2 separate regions of the Capra hircus genome follow, and region 2 is linked to region 1. Evidence: chromatin contacts called from public Hi-C data. All regions are on one chromosome and are shown on one strand. The core of a region is the stretch at or near the end of the contact, and the rest is flanking DNA. Distances in the headings are between cores, read along the strand shown. Region 1 overlaps CORO2B (coronin-2B). Region 2 has its middle 38 kb from the start of CORO2B.

Region 1 (4,145 bases), core at 980-3,479:
GTCCTTCCTCCCTGTCACAGAGCCAAGAGGACAAAAATCCCTTTCCACTTGCCGTCTGGCCCAGGGAGAAAGGACAAAGAGGTGGACCCCTCTGCCTGAAGCTCTTCCTGCAACCTCCCCACACACCTATTTCTGCTGCAGAATGAGAGGAAATTCATTAGGGGCCATTATTTTGGGCCCATCCACCCGGGTTTGGCGAGCATTGCTATAGCTCTGTTCCAGTGGACGGGGCAGCAGCCAGGAGTCAGGGCCCCGGCAGATATTGTTAGTTGCTTCCTGTGTCCCTCCTGAGTCCTGCCATCCTTGGAGATCTGAGCTGGACATGGATGAGATGAAGTCTGAATGTCTGCCTGGGGCCACGTGACCCCCTAGAGCTCTGACAGCTGTCTGCTAAGCCTCTGAGACCCCTGGGTACCTCTCCGCATTCACGGGAGATTCCCAGAGGCCTCGGGTAAGTTAATCCTCACAAATACCTTCACATCCGCCCCTTCCTCTCCAGGCCCACCCTGCCTCCCACCTCCAGGCACTCATACTCTCCCAGCTGCTCTCCTTCATGCCAGCCTTTTCCCAAACCCCACTGTGACATCGGCATTCTATTAATATAATGATTTGCACTGTGCAGCTCCTCCAGAACTTTCCATGGTTGTAACCATTTGTATGAATGTGGTAGTTTGGCATCCAAGCTTCCCTCCTGATCTGGGGGACGCTCCTGCTGTGGGCTGCATTGATGAGACACGGTGCCTCAGCTCCCATTGTGAGAGCTGAAACAGGGCTCCTCCCACCTGGGGTCCCCTGCTGGCAAGCAGGGACATGTAGCTGGGCTTGGCCAATCAGACCTTCCGCCCCGGGTGGCCAAGCTCTGATTTAACTTGGTGCTCACTTGTGTTCCAGTTCCATTTGCCAGCACCCAGCCCCTTGGATCTATGAAGGCCCCCAACCCTCTTTTGCTCAGGAAGATCAAAGGCGACTTTTATGGCCAGCTAGGGATCCAGACTGAGTCAGCGCCCTTGTCCCTACCTTGATTAGATCCAGTTCATCTGCCTGGCCCTTGAGGGACTCACACACCCTGTTCCACACCCTCCACTGACTTACCAACCAGTTTCTTCAACACTACTGGGGGTCATACTTCTCAATTTTAAATATTGTATCTCAGGTCTTTATAAAACACTGCAATCTCCCTACATCCCAGTATTTTGATGACCACATGTTTTTTTTCTCAGACTGCTTCTCACATCTAGTAGAAACACAGAACTTCTTTGCCAGGTCATATGTGTCCTAACCCTTGAGTTGGGAAAATACGGTCCCCAAACAGGGTGCTCCTCACTGGCCCGTGACAGCCTCACTCCCCCTCCCCACCTTCCTCATAACACATGTCCTTCCCAGGCTGGGCCTCTGGACCTATGCAAGCCTTAGCCATCCTTCCCCTTAGCTTCACAGCTCTCCCCATAACTCACCACTTGTGATAATACTGGTGATCACTGAGGGCCTTCGACAGGGCAGGCCTGAAACCAAATGTTATTTCAATTATTTACCAAGATAACTGTATAAAGCACATATCATTGTGTCCATTTTACAGAGGAGGAAGCTGAAGCTCAGTGAAATTAGTTAACACAGTGTAAGGCCAGGACTCAAGCCTCAGTCTGTGTGACTTCTGAGTTAGAATGTAATCTACCTGAGCGGCAGTGCTTGGTCTAGTTCTCTGCTGTAAATCCAGTGTCTGGAATTGTGCCTGACTGATGGCAGGCTCTCAGTAAATTTTCATTGAATGAATTAATGATGCCATAAACTTTGGGCCTCATCGGGTCCCCTGTACAGTTGCATGGGTTGTGCACTGCACAACTCAAGGGACTCCAATTCACATGGTGTGGAGCCTTCTGCGGTGCTCTGGGCTTAGCCATGATGCTGCCCTGCCCCTTCACTTAGTACTGCCTTGTGTTTGCTCTGTTTCATGGTTGTTGGAGATTATCAGTACCATCATCTTAGATGAGATAATCATGGAGGTTTCTCAACAGAGTGTGGGACAAAAGTGAAACCTAAGACACGAGAGGCATGCTTCTTATGCCCTCTGGCTACAAGCACAAGGTCAGGTCTGTACTCGAGATGGAGCGACTCCCCAGCCTCATGCTGGCAGTTGCACGGGCGCTGCTTCTGTCAGCAGCGGGAGAGGCATCCACCTCCCCCAGGCTGGACCACTCCTCCGCCTTATCCACTGAGTGAGCCCACCGTCCACCAAGAGCCTGCCGACTGTGCAGAGGGAGGCCCAATGCCTGCCATCTCCCGTGCTCAGACACTGCCAAGGCTCAGCCCTGGGCTGCCGCAGGCCCCTGGAAGCTGTGAAATGCACGGCAGAGCAGCGGACCTCTGGCTCAGCCCCTCAGCCTTGCTCCATCAGGGACATCTAAGAGACCAGAGAAAGGGATGCACCACCTCCAAGGCAATGGCCCTGGGACCTCAGTGGCCTGGAAAACTCCCTTTAAATAGTGAGCGAGCAGCCCGGTCCTTAGATGCCCTCCCTCTCCAAGCCTTCTCCTGGCTGAATCTGTGAAGGCTGGTGATCCTCAGGGGTTGGGGCTGGGCTCGTGGGAGAAGGAGCCTACTGCAGCACTTTAAGCTCTCAGGCTCTGGGGTCCAGTTTCGACTCTGCTCTCACTGATGGTGACTGAGCAAGTTCCTTCCTCCTGGGCTTCAGTTTCCTCGTGACAATAAACGCATGCTCACGCAGTGCCTGGCACTAAGTAAGCACTCAGTCGATATCAGTTATCATTATCATCTCCAAAATGAGGGTCTGCACTCCCCTTCTACCCCTGTGCTCTGCACAGCAACCCCGCCCCGGACACTCCCTCCGCTGCCCTGTGCTCTGTCTCATGGCTCCATCCCCCTACCATCCAGGGCTGGGTGTGTGTCTAACCCATCCTCATGGCCCAGGCCTAGCACAGTTCCACCCAGCACGCATGCCCAGAAGTGACTGGTGAACAGAACTGAAACCTCAGGGTTCTTCCAGCTCTGTCTATGGTGACAAGCTGAACCTCCACCCAGACGCTCATCAGACAGAGACAAGGACCCTCCCTGGGCTTGCCACTGGCCGCCTAGAGATGGAATCCTTTCTCTGAATGTCAGCTCCATGACAACGTGTTTTTCTCACTGCTGTAACCACAACACCTAGCACAGTGCCAGGCACACAGTAGATTCTACTGATAAATATTGATTGAATGAATGCGACAGGGAGAAGCAGGTGACATTTCCAGGAAGGTGCACACCCTCTCTCACCCACCTGGAGGGCCAGGGCAGGGCTCTGCTCTTCAGCTCCTCTTGTCAAGCTGAGTTGGGCTGTCAGAGGGGCAGGGAGGGGAACACACCCCCTGTTTATGCCTGCCATCTGGCTTCTAGCCAGATCCATTATCTTTCCATTGACTTGGGGCTACTCTAATTCTCAAAAGATAAATGGGACAGGAGGCCTGGCCTGGGTTGAGCACTGGGGGATGCAGTCATGAAAGCCTGGGGCTAGGTGAGTGGTACTTGCGTGTCTGGAGGCTCCGCATGGGAGGCGGTGTGGGCCGCTCCTCTGAGCCTCGCCCTGGCTGCCCCACCTGCCAATCCCTGGCACACTCAGGTTGTCCAGCGGCCCCATGGCCACGTTCTGGGGGCTCTGTGTGGGGGAGGGCAGAGAGGGCTTCCATCAGTGTAGAAATTTGGGCTTCCTGATCCTTCAGAACCCACACTCTGCACTGCGGAGCCCTCGGCCATGCCTGGCTTGATGGTCTGCCCAGACTGGGTGGCGAGAGGTTAACCCACGAGCAGCGGCATGGGTGCTGAGCATCTCCTGGGGGGTGTCAAGTGCATGACCGGCCTCAGGAAGGGATAGTGGCACTCAGAGTGCAAAGTGGAGGCTCTTGTCAGTTTCCGAAGGCCGAGCTCAGTCTCCCTGGGCAAGCCTTTGGTCCTCACTGGGCCCCAGGAGGCAAGGGTTTTCATGGAACCTGATCTCTGCTTGGGAGGGGAAGGAAGCCCCTGGTCCGGTCCAGCCTCAGGTCTAGTTGCAAAGACCCTGTGGCCAGTGGAGTCAGAGGATTGGGGTCTGTTCTTGATGTGATGGTGGAGGAGACCTTGTCCTCCAGCCGGAGGACAGGAGGCAGGCCCAAGAGGAG
Region 2 (4,145 bases), core at 959-3,458, 150 kb after region 1:
TAAAAATTCTCCAAATTCTCAACATTCTCCAAGCCAGGCTTCAACAGTACATGAACCCTGAACTTCCAGATGTTCCAGCTGGATTTAGAAAAGGCAGAGGAACCAGAGATCAAATTGCCAACATCTGTTGGATCATCGAGAAAGCAAGAGAATTCCAGAAAAACATCTACTTCTGCTTTATTGACTATGCCAAAGCCTTTGACTGTGTAGATCACAACAAACTGGAAAATTCTTAAAGAGATGGGATTACCAGACCACCTGACCTATCTCCTGAGAAATCTGAATGCAGGTCAAGAAGCATCAGTTGGAACTGGACATGGAACAATAGACTTGTTCCATATCGGAAAAGGAGTACATCAAGGTTGTATATTGTCACCCTGCTTATTTAACTTATATGCAGAGTACATCATGAGATACGCTGGGCTGGATGAAGCACAAGTTGGAATCAAGATTGCCGGGAGAAATGTCAATAACCTCAGATATGCAGATGACACCACCCTTATGGCAGAAAGTGAAGAGGAGCTAAAAAGCCTCTTGATGAAAGTAAAAGAGGAGAGTGAAAAAGTTGGCCTAAAGCTCAACATTCAGAAAACGAAGATCATGGCATCCGGTCCCATCACTTCATGGGAAATAGATGGGGAAACAGTGGACACAGTGAGAGACTTTATTTTTTTGGCTCCAAAATGACTGCAGATGGTGACTGCAGCCATGAAATTAAAAGATGCTTCCTCCTTGGAAGAAAAGTTATGACCAATCTAGACAGCTTATTAAAAAGCAGAGATATTGCTTTGCCAGCAAGGATCCATCTAGTCAAGGCTATGGTTTTTCCAGTGGTCATGTATGGATGTGAGAGTTGGACTATAAAGAAAGCTGAACACTGAAGAATAGGTACTTTTGAACTGTGATGTTGGAGAAGACTCTTGAGAGTCCCTTGGACAGCAAGGAGATCCAACCAGTGGATCCTAAAGAAAATCAGTCCTGAATATTTATTGGAAGGACTGATGTTGAAGCTGAAACTCCGATACTTTGGCCACCTGACACAAAGAACTGCTTCATTTTAAATGACCCCGACGCTGGGAAAGATTGAAGGCGGGAGGAGAAGGGGATGACAGAGGATGAGATGGTTGGATGTCTTCACCGACTCAACGGACATGAGTTTGAGTAAACTCCAGGGGTTGGTGATGGACAAGGAGGCCTGGTGTGCTGCAGTCCATGGGGTTGCAAAGAGTCGGACATGACTGAGTGACTGAACTGAACTGATGTAGATTAAAAATGATAATCAAATTGATGGAACATATGTCTGCATTTTAAGTTGATTAGAAGGATAAACACCAAATATATTGTGGTAGTTGCCTTTGGGGAAAGGAAGGGGAGAAGAAGGAGATAAGGGACTTTACCTGAGGTGTTTTGTTTCTTTTATTCACTAAAATAATTCTGGAAATATATTAATGACTGTCATTGTCACTTGGGGTAAATGAGTCACGACTTGATTTACAGAAACTTGCTCTAAACACGCACACACACATTGCAACTAGATGACAGAATCTTCCTGGAGTTTAGGGAAGTCTAGGAGAAGGTCACTCCTTATCTCCAGGTGGATTTCTTCATTGGCAAGACTAACGCTACAGTCCCTTGTCTGGTCACCCTCCAGGCAGGAGACAGGGAGGGGGCGCAGCGGAATATACGGGACCATCAGCAGAGAGTGATTCTATATTCGGAAAAGGGCCTCGAGCCCATTTTTCGCCTGGAGAACTGAGGGTGGCCAGCACTGCTTGGGTCGGGATTTTGCTCTGGAAAATGAGTGAGACGGGCTGGCAAGAGAGGGACAGCAGGGTGAGGTGAGGTCTGGGCGTTTAGGAGGCCCCGTGCTGAGGAAATGGGACCTTTCTGGAGGAAGCACCAAGTCTCTGGGCGGCCGCTGACCCTGACAGGCTTCCCGGGTGTTGGCCCAGCGGTCTCCAGGGAGCTAGGGACAGCAGGACTGAGCTCAGGAGGCGGCCCCAGCTCCTGCCGCCTTCCCCCAGTGCCCACAGCCTCCCAGACGGCCTGTTTAGCCTGGCTCTTTACCCTCCTGGCCTGGACAATAGGATTTCTCTCTCTCAAAAAAGGAATGTCTCTACCAGAACTGAAGGAAGAGGAAACCCCTCTGGCTCCTTCAAGCACCGCCCTGGCTGCCGCTCTGCCCCCCACCCCAGGGTTCGGCCCCCTCCCGCCCTGTTCCAGGCTGGGCTCCAGACTGGAGGATGCCAGGGAGGGGCACAGGGCCTCAGCCTCGGGGCGTTTGGGGCTGGTGGGAGAGGCCAGTGGGGAAACCCCATCCTTTATCTCACCAACTTTAAAATGTGGGCAGTGGCCACACCCACACAGGCGATGCAATTTAATTCATGATTCAATTCACAGGATTGAGCTGACTACCTCATATTTGGCAGCGACTGGGGTGGGGGCAGTAGGAAGGCCACACAGTTTGGAGTCACATAAACCCCAGACCTAACATTTATAGCAGCAAAGGCCTTTATATATCAATCCAGTGAAAATAAGTGAACTAAGCCCCCAGCTTGAAAAGTTGGGGGCAAATTCACGAAGGTTCAGAGGTAGGGTCTTCATTTTTTGATACTTTCCTCATCGATTGAGCCCTCCACGTGTGCCGGGCATCATGATTTTATTTATCATAATTCCTTCAATCCTCACAGCCCCACAAAAAAGGAAATACTTCGACCGTTTCACAGATGCAGAAAATGAGACACAGTGTCAATCACAAATTGGCACTTGCCATGAGTGTCTGCTACTAACCTCTGCAAGGATTAAATCATGTGCTGCCGCAGCTGCTGACCTCCAGCAACCCTGAAGGAGATCAGGGTGGAGAGTAGAGATGGGGCACTCTGTGCTCCAGGAAACTGGCAGGACAGGTCTTCAGATAGTTAGATCTTCTCAGGAGCTGATTTTATGAGCCCAGTTCTTGTATCTCCTCATATCTAGAAAAGCACTAAAATCCTTCTTGGTGATGATTGTTTCTCGTGACTAGCAGAAGCTTCATGAGACCAGCAGAAACTTTCTATAAAAAAATGTGCTTGATTGCACGCACTGTCCCTTTACCAAAATCACAGACATGCTATCTTCTCCCCTCACCTCTTTGGAACCGTTTCTCAGAACTATCTGAGGTGCTATCTCCTGGGCTGCAGTCCTCATATTGCCCCCAATAAAACTTAACTCACAACGTCATGTTGTGCACTTTTTTTAAGTTGACAACGCAAAGGTGAGTACTCATCGCTGACTCCACTGCTCAACAACTGCAGTGAGGGCCGGGTGCCAGGCACCAGAGGGAGCACGTAGATGCTACCACGTCATCCTCCAGGAGTTTAGGGTCACGCTGGGGTGTGATGCTCTCACCCGGGCCACCCGCTCAGGTACTGTCCTCCAGGCAGAGGGTCAGTCTCTGTTCCTGCTGTAGGGCGGGGACTGAGTCCTCTGCTGCTGTGTGTCCGCAGCAACTAACTCAGAGCCCAGCGAAACTGAGGGGCTCAGTACACAGGTGCCGAGTGGGTGGGTCAGTGGACAGACACACTGCGTATTGTTACACGCTGTCTCCCAGTTGCTCCTCCCGGTAACCCTCTGAGGGAGGCACCATCTTTATCTCCTTTTTCAAGATGGGCAAACTGAGCCACGCAGTGATACAGCCACTCGCTCAGGGGAAGGAGAGCCAGGGTGTGCAGCCTGGTGACGGTGCCTCCGCTCTCAACCACCACCCTCTACAGTTAGCTGTCTACAGCAGGGGGACGTAAGAGCTTGGAGTCAGCTGGTGTGGTCAACGGGATGAGGTCTGAGATACCCCTCAGACAACCAGAGAAAGGGATGGGGTTGAGGGGAGATAATCCAGGAAGCACACACATCATGTGTCCAGCAGACTGCCCTGAATTGAGGGCTGGGGGGTGTCCGGAGTTACCGGACGGCTTCATTCCTTCATTCCCTAAAAGGCAGCCATTGAAGGCTGCTGGGCAAGGGGCTGCAAAGGGGAAGCTGGGGAGATGGAACTGGCCATCACAAGCAGTGGTGGATGGGGGCAGGGAACAGGACAGGAGGACAGAGGGGAAACTTCTAGAATTGTCTGCAAGGAGGAATGGAAGCTCTGAGCTCAGAGACAAGCTGGG

What was found. A called contact is a pair of places that touch in the nucleus more often than the background predicts.
Region 2: a Hi-C map of blood shows a contact between it and region 1, with 4 times the contacts expected there. The contact joins two enhancer-like sites. A contact is called at or near these places in 2 of 5 Hi-C or Micro-C datasets (blood and liver).

What each region holds. Positions count from the first base shown.
Region 1 is chr10:85,758,427-85,762,571 of ARS1.2, forward strand. The region is part of intron 2 of CORO2B (coronin-2B); the gene reads right to left. Among named protein-coding and RNA genes, the nearest start is that of CORO2B, 110 kb to the right of the region's middle. Within about 2 kb of position 2,230, at least 1 of the 5 cell types and tissues checked has an H3K27ac peak or open chromatin away from gene starts, as enhancers often do.
Region 2 is chr10:85,906,168-85,910,312 of ARS1.2, forward strand. No RefSeq gene overlaps it. Among named protein-coding and RNA genes, the nearest start is that of CORO2B, 38 kb to the left of the region's middle. Within about 2 kb of position 2,209, at least 1 of the 5 cell types and tissues checked has an H3K27ac peak or open chromatin away from gene starts, as enhancers often do.